Regions from separate parts of the Bombyx mori genome. Here region 1 is linked to region 2. Evidence: chromatin contacts called from public Hi-C data. All regions are on one chromosome and are shown on one strand. Each heading gives the region's core, a stretch centred on a gene start, on an enhancer-like site or on the middle of the called end of the contact. The rest is flanking DNA. Distances are from core to core; before and after follow the strand shown. Region 1 holds the start of LOC101741727 (UPF0430 protein CG31712). Region 2 holds the start of LOC101740753 (longitudinals lacking protein, isoforms H/M/V).

What was found. A called contact is a pair of places that touch in the nucleus more often than the background predicts.
Region 1: a contact with region 2 is called in a Hi-C map of posterior silk gland, with 2.3 times the contacts expected there. The contact joins the promoter of LOC101741727 here to the promoter of LOC101740753 in region 2. A contact is called at or near these places in 2 of 7 Hi-C or Micro-C datasets (middle silk gland and posterior silk gland).

What each region holds. Positions count from the first base shown.
Region 1 is chr4:4,839,071-4,845,542 of ASM3026992v2, forward strand. LOC101741727 (UPF0430 protein CG31712) reads left to right here and starts at 2,270. Exons shown (of 5, transcript XM_004929147.4): 1 at 2,270-2,672; 2 at 2,756-2,912; 3 at 4,171-4,371; 4 at 5,167-5,250; 5 at 5,454-6,472. The coding sequence starts at 2,518. The coding sequence ends at 5,618. LOC101741583 (tubulin glycylase 3A) reads left to right here. Exons shown (of 6, transcript XM_004929146.5): 5 at 67-582; 6 at 1,247-1,917. The coding sequence ends at 1,884.
Region 2 is chr4:4,611,737-4,617,538 of ASM3026992v2, forward strand. It overlaps LOC101740753 (longitudinals lacking protein, isoforms H/M/V), which reads right to left and starts at 1,661. Exons shown (of 6, transcript XM_038010614.2): 1 at 1,365-1,661; 2 at 1,090-1,284; 3 at 1-99. The coding sequence starts at 1,547. It overlaps LOC110386789 (lipase 3), which reads left to right and starts at 4,488. Exons shown (of 5, transcript XM_038010744.2): 1 at 4,488-4,680. The coding sequence starts at 4,543.

The sequences.
Region 1 (6,472 bases), core at 1,020-3,519, 230 kb after region 2:
AAATATTTAAATTATGACATTTATGTAATTAATGTTATTCTATCATTACCAATAATTTACTTACAGAAGAGCCTATGTTAATACACGAAACAAAATTTGATATAAGGCAATATTATTTGATTACCAGTACATATCCTTTGATTATTTGGATATATAAAGACTGTTATTTGAAGTTCAGCTCTCAGAAATATAACCTTGGAAACTACCATGAATCTATACATTTAACTAACAACGCCGTACAAAGGAGATATATGAACTGTGAAGAGCGCCATCCTGATCTACCCAATAACAATATGTGGGATTTGGATACCTATAAAGATTATTTAAAGGCAATCGGCAAACCCTCGGTGTGGGATGATTTAATATATCCCGGTATGAAAAAGACAATCACAGGTGTGATGCTTAGTAGCCAAGAAACAATGCCGGCTTGCAAGAATCGCTTTGAACTGTACGGTTGCGATTTCCTACTGGACAAAGATTACAAGCCTTGGTTAATCGAAATCAATGCATGCCCTGATCTCAACAGTACCACACGAGTCACCGCGAAAATTTGTCCGGCCGTTTTAGCTGATGTCATTAAAGGTTTGATATAAATACCGAAGTAATAAGTGTTTAGTGTTTTTGTTCGGGATCTATACGGTCGTGCCTCTTTTATCTGATTGAATCGAAACTTATGATGACAGTTGGCGCGCGAATATATAAATAATATAAAATACTAGCTGTACCCGTCCGTTTCGCTGGGCATTTAAAATTAACATTATTATTTTTCACCCCCACAAAGATTCTCATCATGAACGCCCCCGCAACTGGTGTAGGGAGTCCAACACTCATATAAATATTAGCCTATCTATTAAATACATATATTTTCTACACGGATACCAAGTTTCAAGTCAATCGGATGCATGGTTCAGTAGTTATAACGGAACATCCGTAAAAACTACTGTAGATTTATATATTAGTATAGATAGTATAGATATGTATGGTATAAAAATTTGTGGTTCTCGTACAGTGTTTTTCTACTTATTTGTTGGTAGCCTAGGCGGCTATTCCAGCTATGCCGGAAAGGTTAGGTGAGCTAACGGCCTCAACCTGAGAGAATTTGCTAACTCTAGCCCTAGGAAGAGCAGTGCTTCGCAGAATCAACCACCAGAATCGCGACCTCGTACATTCAACGACGCTTACAGCAAAACTGTTCTGGTTTTACCCACCTAAAAATGCGTTAGTATATATATTATTTTTATTCCAGTTGTGATAGATTATGCTGCTGACAAAAATGCTTCGACCGGCAATTTCGAATGTGCATACCGACAGACAATAACCACACCTAACTACGGCGGAGCTGCTGATTTTATAGTTAAAGGTTTTCCTGTACCTCACGATTATTTCTATAAAGGAAATATAAAACTAGAAGAATCTTTTGAAGACATCGATATGGATAAGCCACGAGACGTTCAAGCTGTATTGAAGAAATTAAAACGGTTTTATAACAGTAGTAACTGTACTGACAGAATGTTACCTCTAGAAAATAATGAGTTATATTGTGACAAAGACGATATTAATAGAAAATCATCACATAAAACCGTGAGATCGTTTCTCGATGATGACGCTGAAAATTTGTTCATAAATGATGAACGGAAGGAAATGGAGACTTCTTTAGAAAATTTCCCGAATTTCAAATCGCATTTATTCGATAATTATAAGTTGTGTTCTGAAACATCTTTGACTCGCTTAAAAAGTACTAAAAGTCTGACTAATATTAAAACACTGATGAAAGAATCAAACGAAACGTTTTTTGGTTCAGCACATTTTGAATCGGATCGGTTGTTTAGTTTTACTAAATTAGACGAAGTTTGTTCTCTGAGTCCCAGTTTAATGGATTATTGAATCTATAAGAAAAAAAAGATGAATTGAAACTCTCATGCGCTTATTTTATTTTTAAAATATTTTAACATTTAATTTATTATTAGTCTTCCATAAAACATCACTGTTTTTGAGCTCACCTACTAGTTAACGTTACGCTGATATAGTTTCTCTAGAATCTAGACTATCAGCTTATGTAAGAAAAAAAAACTGAATACTATGTGGGCTGTGAAAACCTTTACCTGCTTAACAAAATAGTTTTACCAGTGTGTTTAAAGAAATAGTTGATTAAGTTTCACAGCGATGACATATGATTTATTTCTTAGATTTTGTTGTTATTCATTACTCTCAAAGACCCTTTTTTAAAGTTATTTCGTTAAGATTTACTAACTTAGCAGGTCGATACTGTAATGTATCTATTTTTTCATTTGGTTCGAATGTGGGGAACATAGATTATACACTTAATATTTGAAAGAATTCTAAGAAACTACACCTGGCAACTCTCATTATCATGTCAAAATTGCAAATATAATCTGTACGTACCTACTTGTTAAAATGCGTGATCCAACCATGTTAGTTTAATAATTCGTAATATTTCGTAAATACAATCTAGTTTTTACACGCAACTGTTAGCACTTGACCAAGCTTGCTAAAAATATGGGACGCTCAAGGTCACGGAGTAAATCGCCTAGAAGACATCACAAAAGTAGTAAACACTCGAGGAAAAAGAGCCGATCAAAAGACCGCTCAACATCACGCAGCAGAAACTCCAAACATGCTGATAAAACGAGAGAACGTAGTTCCAAGTCAAGGTAAGGTTGTTCTCCTACATAAACGTATACAAACATTAAAATTAACCTAACAATTTTAATTGCTTATTCAATGTAATTTTTAGAAAAAGGTCACATTCTATATCGTCGTCTAGCAGTAGCGATGCATCGTACGATCATTCGAACAACAGAAAAAAATCCAAAGGACGTAGCAAAATGGATGAAGTCGATAGACTAGCCGAAATGGAAAGACAAAGACGTATAAGAGAAGCTGAACAAAAGGTGATTACAACAAAGTATTTATATTACATTTCAGGATCCCTTAGCAGAGTGCACGGAATGTCTATGTGCTGAGCGGTTAACCAATGTGCATATTTCTCTTCCAAACTGAGCTTAGGTTTATTTTTTAGCCGTCAGTGTAAGTCTGTAAATGGACAGTGTTAATGCTACTTTCCTTAAAAAAACATTAATCACATGAATTTGCTAACTAGAACTATTGCTTAGTTTAACAAAGCTTGTATAAAGCTTAAGGCTAGGAATTTTAAGAAAACACTTCAAAATAAATGATGTCATTAAAAGACTTGTTAGTAATTACTTTTAAAAAATATTTCGCAATCTTTCATGGCCTTAAATTGTCTTATAAATTTAAAATGTAATATTTTTATTGGAACTGTTTCAATGGACAATTCAACTAGCGCTCACCCAAATTAATTAATTCTCAGGGTAACATGGTGTTGAGTAACTTTATTTTGATATTCCTCAATAATTGTGACCATTCACAATTAGGTACGATGTATGCTGGCTCTCGTGTCTCCCTTTGAAGGCATTAACCCTTTTAGTGCTGAATTTTCTTACATATTTTAGAAATTGCGAAAGGATTTTTGAAAAAAGTCACCTTAGAAAAAAATTAAACTAAAAAAACTCAAAAATAAAAAAATACTAAATTCACTGAAAAATAATTTTAAATAGCTATGAATGTTATTAACTTAATAAACACATTATACATGCAGGTGCTAAGATATACTATAGAATACTATCTAGATATACTATAGAAGCTAGGTCATACCAGTTGATACCTAATGGTTAATACCTATAATCAAATGTAGTGCAGTTTGTCAGTTAGTATTCTAACGCTTCACATTTTATACACATTAATAGAGTCTATCAACAGTTCACACTCAAAGATAAGTAGTAACATAATGGGATACATCAATTTTTGATGTAAATAGGTGATACTTTCATGTCATGAACAACTAACCATATAAGCCAGTATTAAAGATGGTCATTGCCACCATAAACACTAGCCATATAAGCTGTTCAATTTTACTATCTTGATTAATTATTCAATCAACGTTGTGAGAATTACACTGTCCTTATTGAGCCATTGAATAGATTGTTATTTTTAAATAATGAGTAGAGCTTGCCAAGCTCTCAATGCCAAAAGACTGCTTTGCTGCAAAACAGACAGATTCAGACAACATCCATCTCTATAAGACATTATAAGAAACCAACAAGTAAATATGTTATTATTATAATAAAGGTAGTGGAAGAAGAAGCTGCAAAAAGAATAGAGTTGCTTGTGAAAAAAAGAGTTGAAGAGGAGTTAGAAAAAAGAAAAGATGAAATTGAACTAGAAGTGGCAAAAAGAGTGGAGGAAGCCAAGCGCAAGATGGAAAAAGAAATGATGGAAGAATTAGAAAAACAACGAGAACAACAAAGACGAGAAGAACAAGCTAGACAGGTAATTAACTTTTGTGTTATAGTCGTGTGCAAACGCAATGGAGGTTGCATTTGCACATGAAGTCACTGCATAAACAACATGCTCTTCACTATACAATAAAACAAATGTGAATTCATTGTGTTATATGTCAACACATTCAAAGAAACTAATAGTATTATTTCGATCATATCTGTTAAAGGTCCGGTCAGGTGTAGTTCGAGTGCTTACAAGAGTATATTTTTTGATGTAATTTTTAACTGACACGTTTCGGAGGCCAATGCTTCCACATAAATATTAAAACTATCTATATATTTATGCACCAACGACGCGGTTAACCCGTTACCTGCCCTTAAGTATGAACGACATGAGTGCGTCAGCTAGCATTTTTAAATTTGTTCGCTTGACTGTCCTTGGCAGTCACGTAGTGTATAAGTCAGGTCAGAAGACTGATCAAGAGCCTGAAGCCCTAAGAATTTTATGGAGACGCTGCTTGAGGATCCTGTCGAGCTAAAGGTATTTCTTGAATTTTTTGTATAACTACACATATTTCTGTTTAAAAGAAAACTACTATGTTGACACAACAAAATTAAATATATAAATACAGTTTATGAGCAGATCAAAGCAATATTTTCGTAAGACTCAAACAAGTCTGCATCATGCAGTGATCCTTTAGGACTCAAAAATATTGAATATTTAGTTCAGACAAGCTATCATTAGGGGAGCATACTTATTCTTACAAACATATTAGGTATTATTTGATGTAAATGTGTTCTTGAACTTAATTCTTTTTATTAACTCATGGTTTTCATTGAACAGGAGGAGGAGACTCGTAAAAGGAAAGAACTAGAAGACATCATGGCTGAAAATAACAAAAAAATTGAAGAAGCACAGCGCAAGCTGGTAATTACTTATACTTAATCTTACCATTCTGCTAATAATTTGTTCACACATTCTGAGTACATTCTAAAAGCAGTTAATTTCTCTATTATGTGTTCATACACATATTTTAAGACGCCAACCTAACTAATTCGAAAACAGACTCGATAAATCTAGAAACTTATATTTTGAGATTTGTTGGGTAACATAAATATTTAAATTTTCAGGCGGAAGAGAGATTAGCGATGATCGAAGAACAAAGAAAAATGGATGAGGAACGACAAAAGCTGAAAAAAGAACAAGAGAAGCGGATAAAAGAGGAACAAAAGAAGATTCTCGGCAAGAACAATTCACGGCCAAAGTTGTCGTTTAGTTTGAAACCACTCTCATGATTCTGAAAAAAAAACATTATATTTCAGATGGACACTTAATGCAGTTAAGTAGTTTAGTAAATTTTTAATACCTTAGTAGATCGTCTTTATACATAGTTTGCTAGGAAAGGAAACATATAATCAAATGATTCAAGTTTTAATTTACATCTTTACATTTTAAATTATTGATAATTCTGAGGTCATTCAACAGTTTGGCATGCCCTGACAGGATCCCCCGGTACATATTGCTTTGAAATAAAAGATTACTACTTCTGTGAAAACAAAAAAATTTTTTTTGCTCACTGATACCGACTGTAAAGTTACTTAAGAGCATTTGACATTAATTTTTGAACCTTTCATGTTGTTTTCTATTCTAGATTGTTTTTAACATTGTGTTGTGACATTTATCTTTATGGATACATTTCATATATTGAAAATCTATAATTTTAGTATTCGGCTTTGATTCATCTCAAGATGTACCATTACTAATTTATTTAGTTGACTTTATGAAGTTGTAAGGAAAAAGATTGGGTCATAATATTAAAATAACGGATTTCATCTAATTGCCTTTAAGAGATGCCTCATTAAATATTATATTGGTAAACCTGTGAAATACATACTAATTAATAATTTAGTAGGCAGTATTGTAATATTGATACCTTATTGATACTGTACCTTATTTCTTTATCAAAAATGGTGAATTAGTGTGTGATGTGAAAATATCCATAGAGTTTTGGTACAAACTTAAACTTACATAAGGAATATAATTAAGTAAGAGCCTTATTGTTATTAGTTGCTCTTAAGCCTTTCAATAATTATGTTTCAATATAGGATTCAAAATGAAATGGGGATTTTGTCAAAAAATGATTCAAACA
Region 2 (5,802 bases), core at 411-2,910:
TGGAGTCTCGACTTTTGTAGAAATTTTCTTGCATTTATTATTATTATCTTCATGTTCACTTTTCTTGCGTTTTTTTGGTTGTACTGGTCCAGCCGATTTCTAAAACCATAGATAATCAACATCATTCACTAACATAATATATAAAGGCATGAAAAAATATGCTTTTAGAATACCAAACCAAATAACCAAACTAAAAAATGGAATGTAAATCTAATATATAAAATAGTCATGTCACAATGTTCGTTCCCATACTCCTCCGAAACCGCTTGACCGATTCTCATGAATTTTTTTATGCATATTCAGTAAGCCTGAGAATCGGCTACTATCTATTTTTCATACCCCTAACATATTTTTTTTTATTTGGACATTTTTTTTTGTTATAATGAGGTATTACTTATGCGGTTGAATGAGGTTTTGTTATTTTTATTATATATTCCCTCATCGTTCACAGCACTACATACCTCTTTCACTCATTTACCACATCCTTACACACTTACAATAAGTTAGTTTTTTTTTCTACACTAGAAATTCCCTAGAAATCTTATTTAAGGCAAAACAATGTTTGCCGGGTCAGCTATTTATTTGTAAAAAAAGCATGTCATGTGTGGTGTCAATAGTTATAAATATTTTATTAACAAATATGAGTATAAGGGTTATCATTTTGATAAATCTTAAAAAGCACCCTAGGCAATTATACAATTTCTGTAAATGGAAACCTAATATAATTTTAAAAGTGTAAAACAAATTTGGAAAATAGAATTTGTTCCAATTAAGTGTTACTTATTATAGGTATACCATATTATAGGAAGAAAACAAAAAAATATTTTAATTGTATTTAGAGGTACATTATTTATTATTATTACATATACAAAGCATCCAGAGCCAGTACATCATTCATTGGAAAAAATGTAATATTAGTAAATATGAGTACCTAATATTTATAGCATTAACTTGTTAGCATCACTTTTGTTTGGATCAACATTCTCAATTATACAAAGAAACTTGTTTTATAAAATATGATATTTTTTCTAATATTTATGGTTGTCTTAACATAGTTACTAACAAAGCATTCATGAACCGAGTACAAACCTCATCATCTTTGGTGGCAGCTTCACTCCCAGTGGACAGACCACATACCCTCAATATTTCAGCAGTCTTCAATAAAATAGGAAGGAATTCTTCAGTCACGTTAACTTCGCCATTGTACATAAACGTCAACAAAGTCTTTAATGAGGCTGTGTTGATATCATGTAGCACTATAATCGGATCTTTGTGGGGGTTTTGCTGTGAAAAAATGCGTGGGCGTCAATTATTATCTTTATATAAAAATTAAACGATAAATAATATAAAAAATATAGAAATACCTGAAATATTGATTTGAAAACGGAACTGTTTGCTGATAGTATCACTTTATGAGCTTTAAAACACTGCCCATCCGAAACCAAAGTAACATCGGATAACCCTTCATCTCTATAAAGTTCTTTCACATTTGTCAATATGTTACTCTGATAACCGTTCCATTTCAAACTTATTTCTTGATTTGCCATATTCTTACACTAGTTTCACATCGAGTTTGGTATAATTTTGTAGAAGAAATAATAGAAAAACACAAATCGACATCAAACTCAATAAAAGAAAACAATGATACAGATTAAAAATGTTACTCACCACAACATAGATTATACACTTAATATATGCACAACAATCAATGTTTTTTTTTATTTGTTTGCGGCCGTTGGTATCTTATGTTTTTAGGCAAATTAGGTTGATATATTTTTTTCCTAGTATTCTTAGTAAAAACGGCTCTTTACTGAAAGTTCAATTGGCTTTTTCAGAGAACCATACAGGTAGTATTATACTCCAAATCAACACACTATATTATAGTATTTTATTTTTGTGACGATGCACTATTTGTTCACAGTAATCAGTCATTACATATGACTTGTTTAAAAGTAGAGAAACACCCACTTACGAATTTAAAAAATCACAGATCATCGCCCTTCAGGTCCCACTAAAAAGTTAGCTTTCAACTAATTTACTTTTAATAGTGCATTTGTTACTCTGATAAGTGTGTGGAAACCCAGATTTGATTCGTGATCAGAGTCTATATTTTATATTAAATATTATTATAAATTGAGTAAGAGGTAGACGAAGAAATGCATGTATTGCGTGAAAGACGACATGTGTAAGAGGGGAGTGAGTGAAAAAATGGTATATGATAAGAGAGGATGTAAAGTGAAAACATGTTACGCCGACCCCAAGTGACTGGGAGAAGGGCAGGAGAATGTTACGTGTTTTTTTTTTCTTTATGCGATGCCATTGTTGCCAGTGTTGGGTTTACAAAACATTCAATTATTCTATTCATCTAAAGGTATATTGGTATGTGAAGCATAAAACTGAGCGGAAGCAAATGAAGTTGATTTGTCTAAAGTTGTAATGAATTGAGATGAAATTAAATAAATTATTGTCCCAGTAGGAAATTCAATGAAAGATCAGTGGACTCTTAAGAACCACGTCCAACGATTGTTTCATTTTCCCACTCTTATGCAATTTCGCAGATTTGAACGATTAATATACAACAATTAATACATTAATATTAAAACACATTTAAATCTGAGGAAACACTAAGTTAATAAAATAAAACAAATTCACACAACGACGCTTCGGCTAAATAGCTTGTGAATATAAGTACTCGTTCATGTTTCGTGTTTGCGGCAACCTTTATGACAGGAGAGAATCAAATTGAATTCATCGTTGCTACCAAATCTAATGGACACTATTCAATTCAAATTCAATACCGCTACTCAGCTTTGAAAATTTCATAGACGATCCCGAATTATATGTCCATAGACTCTGGCACACTCAGCTAAAATTATCGACTTACCTATCTACTTGTCATAGCATCTAAGTTTTTCAACTCATTAATTTTTTTCAACTCTCGCAAAGTAGGTAACCTTGTGTTCCAATTTGAAGGACCGTGGAAAGTTACGTTTGACTTCTGCGAGTTTACCATCTGGTGGAAGGAGGCGACCGCGCCAGAGAAACAGTGCTCTCAGAACCTATTCATTTTCCAATGCAATTAACACTTCGCGATATTTTGGAAAAGCGTTTACTCGTAGTTCCGAAAACCACTTAGCACTCAAATTATATATCCCTTCCTGCCATAATAGCTAAACCACCACCCTGCCTATTTCTGCCGTGAAGCAGTAATGCGTTTCGGTTTGAAGGGTGGGGCAGCCGTTGTAACTATACTTGAGACCTTAGAACTTACATCTCAAGGTGGGTGGCGCATTTACGTTCTGGATGTCTATGTGCTCCAGTAGGTAACCATTTAACACCAGGTGGGCTGTGAGCTCGTCCACCCATCTAAGCAATAAAAAAAACCATTAAAATATAGCTATAACTTTTGCGATTAAGAAATAAAACAAAGTGCCGAATAGAAATTAATATTATTTTGTACCTACAGCAAAAACAACTACCTAGACAATGAGCGGACATTATGCGCGTCAACAATTTACCATCTGGTTATTGAACAATATAAACCTTTTTGTCTATATCAATACCGAAGTTTGAAACTTGATGAGTTTTAAAATTAATTAGGTAACCTTGGCTCTACACTTCGGTTCACGATAGAAGCACCTGCGTCCGTTCTAACATAATCAGATAAAAGGTCGTTTAATAACTAAAATAGGGACACACTTGTTTTATCTTTGATGAAAACTATTAATACTGTACCTATTAATTGTTATCTCACCTTCATAACGAGTGGTTTCGAAATACTGACACTTATCGGCATTTAATATTCAGCCAAGGCTGTGTCGACAGCGTATGTTGTTTTTTGTTTATTGTTATGCATAGATGAACAAACTATGTCGATGGCAAAAAGTCACGGTGTCGCAGTCCGAGCAGATTTGTACGTACGATGAATAAGGTATACATGTCGCCAAGGGTAAAGAACAACAGCGTCACATTATAAGACTTGGGGGTGAAGAGGATAGATTGACGAAACAACTCATGGTCAAACTGGTCTTAAATGGATACCAAATCACATCGATACCACAATACGAATGCTATCACAACCATGACATGATCACTTCACAGCAAAGAGACAGTGGTGGTAAGAATTCGTGCGTGCTCACGATCGATTCTGCCCCGAGTGATTTACATACAATTCTGTTAACATTTATGTTATACCGTCATACTAGAAGCGGCTTGTGTTTTTGCCCAAAAAATTTATTCCAATTTGACTTCTGAGAGGTTCAGCTGTTGGGGTCCTACAGCTACAACTTTCTAATAATTCCAATAAGTAAATTTTGAAATTAATCGAATAAATAATGCAATTACATAATAAAAAATATTTAAATAATAACGTAATTTTGTTTAATAACAGTAGTAAACATGATAAAGAAACGCTTAAGCGCAGCAGCTTGTCTTATCTTTATCAATAAGTGATGATATATCTCTTGTGAAAGAATCCGATACATTTCAGTCAATCGACCACAGATCGCCTGGATTGTAGTTGGCTCGTAGTACCACTAAACCATGTTTAGATATTTTATAACGACAATCTTAGTTTTCTCTTCTAATTACTGCTATGCAGAAATATCAGATGAAATCTTTTATAGAAATATTCAGAGGATCACTGATCCAAGTATACTGGAAGATGCGCGTTTAGATACGGTAAGTTTACAAACATCCCTTCTACAGAATCAGATGTGAGTTACAAACTTATATGTTAACATTGCATAATATATTTGCCCTATTGATCTGATCACAAAGGAGTAAAAAATTCTGATTTTTTTTTATTTTTGTTGTAATTGTTTTCTGTAAATTAAATAACAATAAGTATATTTTGAACTAATTATATATGATCATAAAATATATAATATACATTTTAAAATCTAGTGTTGTTTTCTCAAATTTAAAGCCTAGCTTGAGACTATGACTTTATTTATTAATTAATTTGCGAGTATATTTTACATAATATAATATTACGTTTTTCGAACTGGGCGCTAAAAAGGTATTGCACCGCGGGCGCGAATTAAGATCGTTACGCCATTGGTTTGGAGTCAATATTTTTGAAAGATGGGTATTCTGTTTACGTTTTTTTACTTTAATAAATTTTCAGGTTGGGACTGTTAATTATGGAATGTTTATTTTATTCTAATACATAAAAACATATCCAGTTCCCAATTCAAATCTTCAGAATTATTCTACTTCATTCTATCGCAGACTAAATTCCATAGATGTGTATGTTCGTTTGTTAGCTCGATGTTAGTTCGATGTTAGCATCACATTTCGAGTTTCGTTTCCGTTTCGTCGCATTTCATAAGGGTGAAACAAATTTCGTAAAATTTAAATGTACCTAATTGTATTGGCTAGATATTTAATTTCAGTTAAACAAAGCCTGTTTCTTTCGAAACATTTCAGACCTCTAATCACAAAATGAACAAAATTTGTATTTATTTTCTAATGTATACATCTATAACGAAAGTACATGCGCGCTTGCTATTTCAAAGGGGAAACTACACGAATTTCCTGCCGCGTTAGGAGGAGAAATCTCACAGCCCCGATCACCCTTTGGCCAACCTATTTCCTGGGCCAGGAAGGTCAAGTACTTTGGATTCACCCTGGATGTATCCAAGACATTCTGCCCGCATATTAAAACAGTTCGCGACCGTGCCGCGTTTATTCTCGACAAACTTTACCCCATGATATATAAGCGAAGTAAAATGTCCCTTCGGAACAAGGTGACACTTTACAAAACTTGCATAAGACCCGTCATGACTTACGCGAGTGTGG